Regions from separate parts of the Gossypium hirsutum genome. Here region 2 is linked to region 1. A link is a contact called in public Hi-C data. All regions are on one chromosome and are shown on one strand. The core of a region is the stretch at or near the end of the contact, and the rest is flanking DNA. Distances in the headings are between cores, read along the strand shown.

What was found. Hi-C and Micro-C count contacts between places; a contact is called where the count stands out from the background.
Region 2: a contact with region 1 is called in a Hi-C map of leaf, with 2.2 times the contacts expected there. The contact joins the promoter of LOC107943160 here to the promoter of LOC107896623 in region 1. A contact is called at or near these places in 2 of 34 Hi-C or Micro-C datasets (both in leaf).

The regions. Positions count from the first base shown.
Region 1 is chrA10:100,689,528-100,695,950 of Gossypium_hirsutum_v2.1, forward strand. It overlaps LOC107896623 (zinc finger CCHC domain-containing protein 10), which reads left to right and starts at 3,345. Exons shown (of 2, transcript XM_016821825.2): 1 at 3,345-3,477; 2 at 3,794-4,995. The coding sequence starts at 3,890. The coding sequence ends at 4,669. It overlaps LOC107896622 (outer envelope pore protein 16-2, chloroplastic), which reads left to right and starts at 168. Exons shown (of 8, transcript XM_016821824.1): 1 at 168-329; 2 at 450-649; 3 at 734-785; 4 at 863-934; 5 at 1,360-1,391; 6 at 1,736-1,769; 7 at 1,904-1,971; 8 at 2,157-2,444. The coding sequence starts at 527. The coding sequence ends at 2,294. It overlaps LOC107896621 (serine/threonine-protein phosphatase 4 regulatory subunit 3), which reads left to right. Exons shown (of 19, transcript XM_016821822.2): 19 at 1-135.
Region 2 is chrA10:100,818,771-100,825,193 of Gossypium_hirsutum_v2.1, forward strand. LOC107943160 reads right to left here and starts at 4,004. Exons shown (of 3, transcript XM_041079132.1): 1 at 3,469-4,004; 2 at 842-2,755; 3 at 1-426. The coding sequence starts at 991. It overlaps LOC107943161 (a long non-coding RNA gene), which reads left to right and starts at 4,505. Exons shown (of 6, transcript XR_005903516.1): 1 at 4,505-4,862; 2 at 4,972-5,171; 3 at 5,971-6,033.

The DNA of each region.
Region 1 (6,423 bases), core at 2,095-4,594:
CCACTTGTAAATTGTTATTACGCAAACTTCACCTTGTAATGGGGGGGGTGTTTCCGCATTAAATCCGCTAAACCCCCCAATTTACTTGTTTTACTGATTTGAAGAATTTTAATGGATTGGGCTTTTACTTTTGCACTTAATCGTTCTAAAATCTCAAGTTGTTACTAGAAAGTGTACCATGCATGGCACTGCAAATGGAAGAACACGCAACATTGGGCTTGGCCAGGTATACGGACTGAAAGATACGTGGCGAAGAATATGAAACAGAGCGTCCCGAGAATCGCCACGAAATCCGCCATATCTGGTTCCCCATGCAGGAGATACATAAGGTTTCATAAACACGTGTCCTATATCTTCTCAACTTGTCTCCTACAATCTCTTGTACAAATATCATAGCATTTTCACTTGTTCAATCTTCCGATTGATATCGGGTACACCATCTTCGACAGCCATTAGCATCTCTCCCTGAAGAAGTTTTAACGCGATAGATCAAGAAGCGTTACGTCAGAAAACCCAAGAAGAAACCATGAGTGGTAACTCGGAGGCGAAGTCTTTGTTTGATGAATTGCGCTTCGATAAGGGAGATTTCTTCGACCTGGGACACCCTCTTCTCAACTGGTCTGCTCAGAGCTTTGTCAAAACTGCTGGTGTATGTAATATTATTTCTCATCTTCAATATTTCGGTCCCTCTATTTCCCCAAACTAATATTTTGTGATGGGTGTGGGTGTGCAGATTGGAGCACTTCAAGCTATCGCCAGGGAGGCTTGTCATATAGCTTTTGAAGGCAAACGCAATTGCTTATGCTTTTTCATTTTGTTTTGGTGATGGGTTCTGTGATGTGGGGTTGTGGTTTTGGTGCAGGAACTGGACCCATTAAATCGACTGATATCACTGGTGTCAAGAATAAGAAGCAAGGCTTCCCTGGCCTCAGAGGTATGCATCAATGCATGCCATTCATGAATCCTTTTTCTTTTTAACACAAGCTTAGCATTAGAAAAGGGAGGTAAACAGGAACAGTCTTTGGTGTCTCGTGCAATATTATACATGCTTGTGGGTGATGGCTGATACATGAAGATCGATTCCTCCAGGCTCACCTTTAGCTAATTTCATTTTGTCGCTTACTCGGAAGGAGTTAATTGCTTTGTCTTTTTGGTTTTCTTCTTACAGATTTTTTGAGATGAGATTGAACCTTAAAATACTAAAAACTTCTTTGGCTTAATTATTTACTGAATTCGGAAGTGCAAATTAAGTTTAATTTCTCTTCCTTGTTGGATGATTTTCGCAGTTTCATATATTATTCATGTGTTAGTTTCACAGTTACTAATGAAAGTTGAAATTGATTTGATGTTTGATTGCAGGGGAAACCAGTCGAAATTCTCTTGAAGCAATGGTGAGTCCTTTCACAAGTACATAAAATTTCAAGTGAAAAGACAGTCAATGATGTATAGTGATTGAAACTAGCTAGTATGATGACTCTTCTACATAAGTAACCTCAATAGATCTTGTAATAAGTTGGTAAACTTTGTTGAGCTTTCATATGATTTGTGGCCGTACTCGAGGTATACATATACAGGTATTTTTTTCATAAATTTGTATCAATATTCTCCATCATGTGTTGGACATGAATATCATATTTCAAGTTGGCAAGTTGGGTGCACAAAGACGAAGGCCTTTTTTTATTAAAAAAAAAAAGGCAAAAAAGAAAGGAGGCTTACTTTTTACAATGTTGTACAGGTGAAGCACACTGGAAAAGAATCTCTACAGTGGGGTAAGTTTAGTTATTGTCTCTAATAGGTTATTAGTTTCATTTGGAGCAACAGTGATGAGTGAAACGCTCATATTCAGAAATGACAAAGATATATGGCTTTTACCATGCACCATGAATTGAATTATACGATGCAGGGCTGGCTGCTGGATTATATTCAGGGCTTACATTTGGGCTAAAAGAGGCTCGTGGATCTCATGATTGGGTAAAGAAGCATCCCCATCTTGTTCTCTCTTTTGTTTCATCCACAAATCATTGACATCTAATGTGAAGATTCCAAGAGCTAACAAAAATAATGTTTAGCCCTCAAGAACTGCAGCCAGGTTAAATGGTTCCATTGTTGAATTTTACACACATTATTTGTTTTAACGGCATTGTCGTTGGGTGCAGACAAATAGTGCAGTGGCAGGGGCGATAACAGGGATGGCAGTAGCACTGACGTGTGATAATACTACCCACGAGCAGGTTCTGCATTGTGCCATTAGTGGAGCTGCTCTTTCTACTGCTGCAAACCTTCTAGACTTTTAAGAAAGATGATGAAGTGGAGTAATGTTTTAATTTATGGCTGGCAGTGGCAGGGGCAGGGTCTTTAGACTAATTTTGTAGAGCATGCTTTGTTGGAGCTTTCAACTATAAAGAACGTTATTTCTAAATAACAAGTACATAGCTGTTTTGTTACTCGACAATCCAATAGCTGGTTTGGCATTTTCATTTCTGTAATTTCTACTACTCCAATAGAGCTCGTAGGCTGCCTGTTAAACCATTCACTTTGTTTAGCACTAAGCCACTCCAAATCATTTTTGACGATTTATGGGCACCCTCTCCATTTTCTCTCTCGATAAAAAATTATATTATTGCATTCTCATTGACCTCCTCTAAATGGGAAGACATTTTAACCCAAAAATATTATCTTTCTACAAAGATGGTGGAGAATACAAAAGCATTAATTTATCTCTTGCCTCTCACAATAATAAGCGCCTTGTCACCCCACCATATATGCCTCAAAGACTAGCTTTTAGAGAAGCTTTTGTTGAACGTTGACATTAAGGGTTGATACAAGGGGGTCAGGCCCATAAATGATTGATATAGGGAAAAATTATTCTTTGGCCCCTCCAGAAAATGAAAAATATTTTATTTAGTCCTTTGAAAATGAATACAAGGTAAAATTGATATTCAAAAAATTTAAAAGAAAATTTTTTTTGGATTCCTCCCTATGTTGATTTAATCTTTATTTTTTAATTTTATAAGTTCAAATTTTTATACTTTTCAAAATTCTCTTAGCTCAAATAGTGCAAGTATATTTCTTAACTAAAATGACATGATTTTTTTTAGTATTATGTGAAAGTAACAAATTAAGCATGACAATAATATATATAATATTATTTTTTATAAGATTTAAAAAATAAGATAATTTAATTTAAAGAATTTGACTATAACTATTTGGGTCTAGACTAGAATTTTAAAATTAAAAAAATATAATTAAAAAAATATAAAGATTAGAAAGGACTAAATCAAAGTGTAGGGATTAATTTCAGGGACTAATAAAAGAATTTGACATTACGTAAAAGGAGCCTTTAAATCATGGTTTCGTCGCAATTAGCTTAAATAAAGGGGAAAAGACGAAAATCCCATTCCCATTTCTCTTATTAATAATAAAGTTATAAACTTTCCTCTTTGTCTTCGATTTGGATCCTTAGGCCACGAAGTTCAGGTACGCGTTAATTTTCTTCTCCTCTTTATCGTTTCTAATGTTTTATGCACTTAATATTTAGATTTATGTTCGTTAATTTCCCCCAAAAAAATTCTCAGTTGAGGGTTAATAGGAAAGAAACAATATTCAACCTTTTTTGTTCTGAATTAGGGTTTTGTGACTGTTTTTAAAGTCCCTTTTTTAAAAGTTTTTTGCAGAATTTTATTTTCTTTCGCATGTTTAAATTCCTTGTCTTTAGTCCATTGATTAGATTATTTGCTACTTCTGTTCTATTCGATTAAACAATTGAATGACATAACTGGGTATTTGAATATAGGGTGTTGAAGGATTTGGGTTGGGTTTAATTTATTCTCTTGGAGATTGTGTAATCTGCATATCGGCATAGTCTGGTTTATTTGTTGACATCTAAAAGATGTCAAGTAAGAAAGAAGAAAAAACTCAAGCTGCTGCCGACAGAATCAAGGCTGCTGCATTGACTGCTGCAAAAGGCCTCAGTCGAGCTCAGGCTGAAAGGGCAGCTGCTGCCGCAGCTCGAAATGTTAATGCTTATGGGCAAAAGGAAGAAGGGCCTAGCAGATGGCAGGAGAAGCGGGAAGCCAAGAGGCAGATGTATTTGATGAGCACAGAGAAGGCGGTGAGGTTAGGGGAAAGGAAAGACAAGACATCAATGTCTACAATGGGTGCTTCCCGGTGCCAAAAGTGTTTTCAAGCAGGGCATTGGACATACGAGTGCAAGAACGAACGGGTTTACATGTCACGACCCTCGAGAACTCAGCAGCTTAAGAACCCCAAACTCAGGATGAAACTTTCAATCTCTTATGATTTGGACATCCCAGATGTCAAGGATAAGAAGGATGATAATAGGTCTAAGAAAAGCAAAAGGAAGTATCGGTCAGATTCTGGTTCTGGTAGTGATAGTGAGGCTTCAGTTTTTGAGACTGACAGTGGTGCCTCATTTGTAACGGGATCGGATTATTCTTCAGAAGGGAGTAGTACTGATTACAGCTCATCATCTGAGTCGGAGGAAGAGAGGAAGAGTCGGAGGAGGAAGAAGAAGCAGAAGCAAAAGAAGGGGAGGCGTAGAAGGTACAGCTCATCTTCTGAGTCTTCTGATTCAGACTCGGCTTCAGATTCCGATTCTGATGATCGGAGCAATCGAAGGAAGAGCTCGAGGCATGGCAGAAGGCGCTGAATGACAGAGGGCAGTACGCATTCCCTTTTTTTTAAGTCCAGATAATTCTATCATGTTACAAAAACACTGAAACTTATGGTCTTACATACATGCTGAGGATCAAGCCCTAGAAAAATAAGTTTGCTAGATGTTTACATCCATTCTCTTTTCTCTTTCATAGTTTTGTTATGACATTATTGGCAATAGTTGCCTGTAGTTTGCATTATCTCACTTGTTTATGGATGTTATGGAATGATTGTAGGTTGAAAATTCCTATTGTAAGGTTTAGGGTTCTATCTATGTGGCACCAGATTCTGTTATCCTAAATGCTACTGGGTGTTTATCAATATTTTGCATCCCATAATTAGGTGTTGCTCTTAAAGATGCATACTTGCGGGCCCAGTTAAATAGATTGCCACTAGCAAGTTCGTAGATATTGTCGAAACTATTTTTTTGAAAAAACGGGGGTCAACTTTAAAACGAAAAATGGAGTCGCCACCAATCATTTTTGTTTAGGTGTGATAGAAACACCTAATAAAACATTTTGATTTATAATAAAATTAATTTCGGCCCACAAAAGTCAAGAAAGCGGGTTCGGGAGTCGTTTACGTAAGAGGAAGGGTTAGCATTCTCGCAATGCCCAAAATTGGTACCCAATTGATTAATTTATGTCTTAGTGTCGGAAAAATGAAATGATTTTGAGAATACAATCCTATTTAAAAATATTTGAACATACTCGAATCGAATGTTAATATTCTCTTATTCCAAAGAAATAAAATATCACATCCAGTACGTTAGGATACGACAATTTAAATCTTCGTATCCAAAATCATCTCATAGTTTCCAAAACTTATGCATCGAAATTTAAAAGGATATTCGGTTATTTGGTAAACCGGTAAATTGAAACCCAGTATGTTAGGGCACGATTTCTCGAATTTCCAAGCAAGAAACATTGCCTTGTTTTAAAGAATTTCCAAATAAGCGATTATGCTCAAAATGCAATTATTTAGTTTGTTTAAAGTAAAAATGAAATAACCAATTTTGGACTAACAAGTTAGAAATTGTAAAAGAAAATAGTAAATACATAATGCTAATATATAATAACATGAAATATATTTAAAACTTAGGTAAATTTATAGGAATAAGATATGATAATAACAATAACGTAAGTACGTGCAAAAGAAAATATATATGCAATAATATAAAATTAATTAGATTAATGATGTGGCAATAATACTAGTGATAATACAATAATAATAAAGAAATAGAAAATAATAATAATACATTAATACGGATAACAATAACAATAATAATAATAATGGGGAAAAGGGGAAAAAATATTAATAAGAATAATTATAGTAAAAATAATTTTAATAAAAAGAATAATAAAAGTAAAAAAATGAATGTAATAGTAACATATAATAATAATGAATACAATAATAATATTATTAAAATAATAATAAAAATGTCCAATTAATCAATCAAATGATAAAGTAGCAAAATAATTTAAAAATGACCAAATTGAATTTAAAACGAAAGTTTGGGGCGAAATTGGAAATAAATAAAAGGGAAGGATCAGATTGTAACATGCGAACGAAGTGGAGGGATCGGGAAAGTAAATATCCCCTCCCTCTAAAACGCATCACCTTGCGCGGGACCAAATTAAAACAAGAGGGAAATTGTAAGGCCAAATTAGAAATAAATATAACTTAATTATAAAACCATAAAAATGCGGAAGGGCTTGGTGCGCAAGTAGCCCATCCAAGAAAAACACG
Region 2 (6,423 bases), core at 2,754-5,253, 130 kb after region 1:
TCTTTTCTCCATCTTTGCTAGTGTCTCCAGTATCCGTTTGTTCTCATATTCACCTACAGCTCCATTCTTATCAGAAGCACTATCCATGAGCAATGTTCTCATCTTCGCCTTCCCCCTTTGCATCATAGTCTCAGAAGCATTTTCCTTTTCCGGGTTAATATCTTCAACACTTTGCTCTTCGTGTATGATCTGACCCTCCTCGATATCCGAATCTTTGTTACACTCTGTAACTGAGAACTTACCAAACTGTTTCTCATTGTTATTTCTTCGGCCATTCGTATTACAGTTGTCTTTATTAGCTGCTTTGCTTCCATAAGAGTCATGAAATTCCATATCAGCTTTCCCCTCCGTAAGATATTCTGAGCCCATCTTTACGACCCTTGCTTTGCTCACTAAGCTTCTACTATCTGAGTGTCTTCCAGAAGACTGCAGAAGGTATTATCATACGGAAATGTCACAGACTATAATTGACCATGCTCTAGATAATTTACCAGATTTATATATATGGTCAGATGAAATGACAAATCAGATGTTTATGCATGGTACTCAATAACAAAAATCTAGGAAGAAGTCAATATCAATCATGAATAGCCTATGAACGTAACCATGCAAGTAGTGCACATGGAAGTAAAAATGCAAAGAGAAAAGTAAAATTAAAAGAATACGAACTGTCAAATTGTCTGCAAATAGTGACAAATCATTTTTGTCAAATTCACAAAAATTTAAATTAAAAAAATCAAGTAATTAAACTGACATGAACAAATAGAACACAAATAGAACACTCATATATACAAGTACAAATGATACAAGATTTCCTTGACCTTGGTTTCCCCAGCTTTACCTTTCTTTCCCCAACAATCAAGTCAACAGGGTCCCTGTCCTTCAGGACCTCCTGCTCATTCTCACCTCTATACCTAATAAAAGATTTTCTTTTAACACAGTTGGCATTACTTCCTTCACTTATCATTTCATATCCATGATGCTCTAACATTGAATCATCATTAAACACCTCATCCTGGTGTGACCCATGCGTAGCATGAATTGAATCATGCTTAGAAGTTTTTCACAAGAAAAAGACACCCCTTGAGCAAACAATCTATCATTTACAAGTAATTTATCCTCTCTCCAGTGTAGTACTCTAGATCGCTTACTACGACCTCTTCCCTGTGACTGAACTTCATTATCCTTTTGCAAATTATTGTCATCAGTATAATTGTAGGAACTAAACCAAGTACTGTCTCGGTCTTCCTCATTACATACTATTCTCTGATGTTTATGGCATCTTTCAATTAGAGAGTCAGATGCCTCATTTCTGGGTAATACAGTATTAAACCATCTTCTTCCATTACGTGCTGACAGTTCAATGTCAATTGCCAATTCCAGAGATCTGCTATATGCATGTCTCTGACGCTCATCTTCACTTTCAACGGTCCCTGATCTATTCAAATGGAAAAGGGCAGCATCAACAAATCTACCTTCTCTGCCAGAAACTTTGACTTCTCTCCTGATGGGTGGTATGCATCTCTCATATGATTTAACCAAACCCCTTTCACAGCGTGTGAATGAAATAGATGAGTCATACTTTTGTTTTAACCACTCATCTTCATGCTTATAATCTAAGGGATGATCACCATGATCAGTTTTCTTCCTAAGTTGGAGTTTTTCACTTCCCCTTCTCCATTGAATATCTCTTTCTGTTGACGCAGAGGAATACCTTGAGGCTAAACTCCCAGATTCTCCGCAAGTGTGAGGAACCAAAATCTTCTGAGCAGGACGTCTTTGTCCATGATACCAAAACCCTTCCATGTCATCTTCTTTAGCTACGCCAGCTCGTCTTTCATGATAAAACTCCTTCTCATTCCAGTTTCTTCTAACAAAGTGATAGCGCAGATGAGCTTTTCTGCTGAGAGCCCAAAGATGGCTGTCAGTAAACCTTTTACTGCGGTTAACACAAGGTTCTTTCTCCCTGTAATACGAGGAAGTTTCTTTATCATGATAAACATGATCTTTCAATCTTTCCTTCCGTCTGCCACAGTAAACAGATGAGTAATCTTTATAACAGAGTTCCCTCGCATTTGATAAAGGGGAAGCTTCATAGCAGTTTTCAGGGTATATCTTCTGGTCAATAATACCGTGAGGTCTACCACGGTGATGCTTCCATTCTTCCTCAGTGAGATTTCCATCTCTTCAGTATCTTTTCCAATCACCCTCTGCATCTGATATTGGATAAGGGTCATACTCATCATCACTTTCAACCACGACCCTCTGTTTCAAGGAATGCTGGTGTCTCCAACTCTCATGCTTTCGCTTGTCTCTCATGGGAGTTGTATGTTCCAAAAAACCTTCTCCATCATTTAATTTCATTTTGGGGCCATCACTTCTGGAACTCTTATGATCAAGTGACTTCTGTAATCCAGTGCCGTAACCTGGTTCTTTCCTTCTTAATGGACTTCGGATTTCAATGGAAGCAGCATCGACACTATCTTCAGGATCGCTTCCAGAAAAGGAAAGTGTAGGGCTAAAATGACTTCGATTGTCAAGTGATGGTTCTGTCTCAGTAACGTAAGTATGTGAATGGTGAGTATTTCTGCAGGCTGCTTCATTTTCCTTATTTTTGGTTACCACTGCTTCAGCAGTTCCTTCTGAAATGTGAACTTCCATATTTTGATGGCAACCCCCATTCATATCAGAGACATAGGCCTTGCCATGATCACTGGTCTCTAGTGAAGTTTGATTAGATGCCGGCTGCAAAGACCTAATCAGATTTTTTTAAAAAAATTAGGCTGTCAGTGGTTTATAATAATAATAACAATAAAGAAAAGCTTACTAAAATAATCACTAAAATATGGTACAACTATGCAGCCATCAGAAGCTGATACAAGCAGACAAAGCTTAAAATGCCAGATGTAAACATACTAGATATGTCAAGTGCCAACAGTAAATCTTGTTTTCAAGTTTTAAACAAGTACTAGTCTCCTTTTTAGTTTTTATGGAATCCCTCGTTTTCTTCCTTCTTTTGGGAGGCAGAGAAACCCTTTAACACTAGCAATGGTTTCATGGTAGCAACCTTGTTTTGGCTGTAAACATCGTCTTCCCGGTCACCTCTTCTCGACTTAGAAGAAAATGACAACACACCAGTATGTCCATTAACCCTTATATTACTTGGAAATGATGATCCATGAGGTCTCACATACTACGATATAAAAACTCAAATCATGAATTAACACAAATCTAGAAAAAAAAAAGTATACACTCCTTTGATACAATAAAGATCAAAATTAAGAGCACAAATGGTTGTAATTTACATCAAGGAAAGAAATGTTCATTTTCTCCATTAAAAAAAAAGCTAAAACAATACTAACATATACAAAAACGAAACGAAACGAAACGAAACATAAATAAATAAAACTATGCTACTTTAAGTACAATACATTAGCAAAAAAAAGTTACATTGAAGAGAGAATTAACCTCAATTTTAGCTCCAGTCCCTCTTTCTACACCATTCCCTCTAAATTTCAGCTCCGACCCATCACTAAACGGTTCCATTCGCCTTGAAATATTATCCGACCCGGTTCCATCTACACCAAAATCACCATTTTCGTTCTCCTCGTAGCTACCACCGTGACTCCTAGCACCGGTGACCGAAAACTTATCGCAATCATCATCATTCAACACAATGTTCAAATCGTCCTCGCTGTCACTATCTTCCGTAACTGAACCGGCGATGAACTTATTATGCACCTCGGTGCTTTTGAAGCCATTGCCAGGGTTATTCTCCTGTGGTTCGCCAACAGCGGAGCTAGCTTGGACTTCAACATCAGCATACAAATCACCAAAATCATCATCAATCGACTGCACTTTTCTTTTACTTTCCACTATTTGTGTACAAATTAGTCGAACGTCATAGTCATAGGTTACAAATATTTCGATTACGTTAAATTCATTTTCGTTCCTGAAAAATGATAAGAAAAACCGTAGTGCAAAGAAGGTAAAGAAACCCTATAGGATCTAAAACCCTGCAAAAGCCCTTAATGCCTATTGAAGTTTAGCCCATAGACTATTATTTGAGATTTATTGGGCTAAGTTTGATGCAAAATTTAACCAATTTGTTAAAAAGTGTTTTTAGACTTCAAATATTTATGTTAAATATAATATAGTAAAATAATAATATGTATTTAAATAATATTTATTCTTTTAATATTATGATATTTTAATAAAAATATTAAAAATAATTTATTGTAACTTATTGTTAATATTTTAATATAAAATAAACTTTAAATATTTGTCAAGTAATTAATGTTAATTATATATAAATTTTAATTTGAATATACGAATTATTTTTTAAATAATCATTACAAATTCAAACATATAATATTATATCTTTGAAATAAATTTCAATAAAGCGTAAATATATATGGAGATACCTAAATTTGACAATTTATACTACTTGAGACCTAATTTTATTTTAACCTACCTTCTACCTAAACTTCGTACTTTTTTTAAATACCTGACACCCATTATTTTTATCCATCCCACCAATAAGGCCATGCTTGGTTCACTGTAATAGTTATGCCATTACAACTCAATTCTGCAGGCCCTCCACAAACCAATGTTTGGTTGAGTGGAATGCCTATTATGGTTATATTCCATTACAGGCTTATGGAGAGGATAAGAGCCATTTTTATTCCCTTTCATTCCCATTGAATGCTGATTCGGTGCCCAAAGAATTCCATTTTACCCTTCTCACTTTCTCACCTAAAAATGTTCTCACTCAACTCAATAACCACTCTCAATCTCAACCTCCCTTGCTTCATTCGCCTCCGGCCACTAGCACTCCTCCCCTTCATCGCAACATCCTTCAGGTAAACATTTTTCTCTCTTCTGTTCTTCCTTTTGTTTTCCTCTCTGCTCTTTTTGTTATCCTAAGAATAAATCTATTTTTTTAATTTCGAAGTCTTGGTTTATTTTTAGGGTTATTGAAAATGGAACAAGCAAAGATTGGGCCGGGAACTGGGAGAGAGGCCTTTAACGTCGACTATTGGAAACTTGGACTTTTGTTTGGATTGCGAGAAAATGAAAAATGGAAACTTGGGGCTATTATTCCCACTTAAATGAAATGTTTTAGTTTTTCATTTCTTCCATCCAAAGAAAGAAAAGAACTTTTGTTTGTGGTGAGCAACCAGCTTCTTTCTTTTCTCCTTTTAATTAATACCCAGATAAAATTTTTGATGCATTTTATCTTGTTTATACACTTTATTTTCAAGTAGATATGTACGTAGCAATTTTTCATTTACACTTCACCAAATGATGTTTTATTTATTGTAAAAATGAAGCAGGGTTAAGATGATAGTGAAAATGTATGTGGAAATTGTAGGGCTTATTCATATCTAGTATAATATATGTTGTGGAGCTGGACTAGTAGCTTCCCAATAACATTTACTTGAGTCATTGGTTCTAGTTTTGACAAATACTAAGAATGAAGGATGATTCACGTACCTTCATATCCCTCCCCATGCCAAATTGACAACCCTCTTCCCAAAATGACAAAAAGGGGTAGAGGATTTTATGCTGTAGAGATGCAGGGACATATTTTTATTGATTTTACTTTAAATAAATTATCAAAATCTACTTTTACTTGACAAATGTCAGATATGGTTATTCTGCCAACTATGGCTGGTGTTTGTGTGTTTTCAATGATTATAAATTTGGTATTGTTGTTAAACTTATGAATGTCTTATAAAACAATTATAAGTATCTTCAAGGCATTTGAGTATTGATATTTCCAAATAGATTGTACATAGAGAAATTTCCTGTATGGTGTTGCTGCAGCTATTCTATCTTCCAAAATCTGAAGATTTACTTAATAGTTTTAGGTTTCTGAAATATCATAGACAGATGTAATTTTGATTGGTAAATTGCTTTATTTTTATCTATAGCTCGATTGATCTTTAGGTTTGATATCTTACTCAGGTGGATATGACTGCATTGAAGCAAATGGGTGAAAATGACCTTAAAGAGCTAGGAATACCTATGGTAATTTAGCTTATTTTATGTATTTTTATCTTGTTTATTGTTAATTTTTTATTCATTATAGTCTTAATTGATGTGTTGAAATTAATAACTGATGTGAATATGGAAACACAAGTTTCTAATGTTGAAAATTTCTAGCATGTCTTATATGTTCTTCATTAGTCTTTAATTTCAAAACACATTTTAAGTGATCTTTGGCATAGGCACAGAGCTTTGACCGATTCAAGCACCCAAGTACACATTGCCTTAATCCTTTGCATGAATTTTGCTTACCTACTGCCTAGGCCAAATTCATTCTAACTGAAGACATTCAATTTTGTTCTGGCAACATGGTTGCCTAAGAATATAAAGCTTCCTATGAAATTGATTGGATAGATTGTAGTTGAACATTTT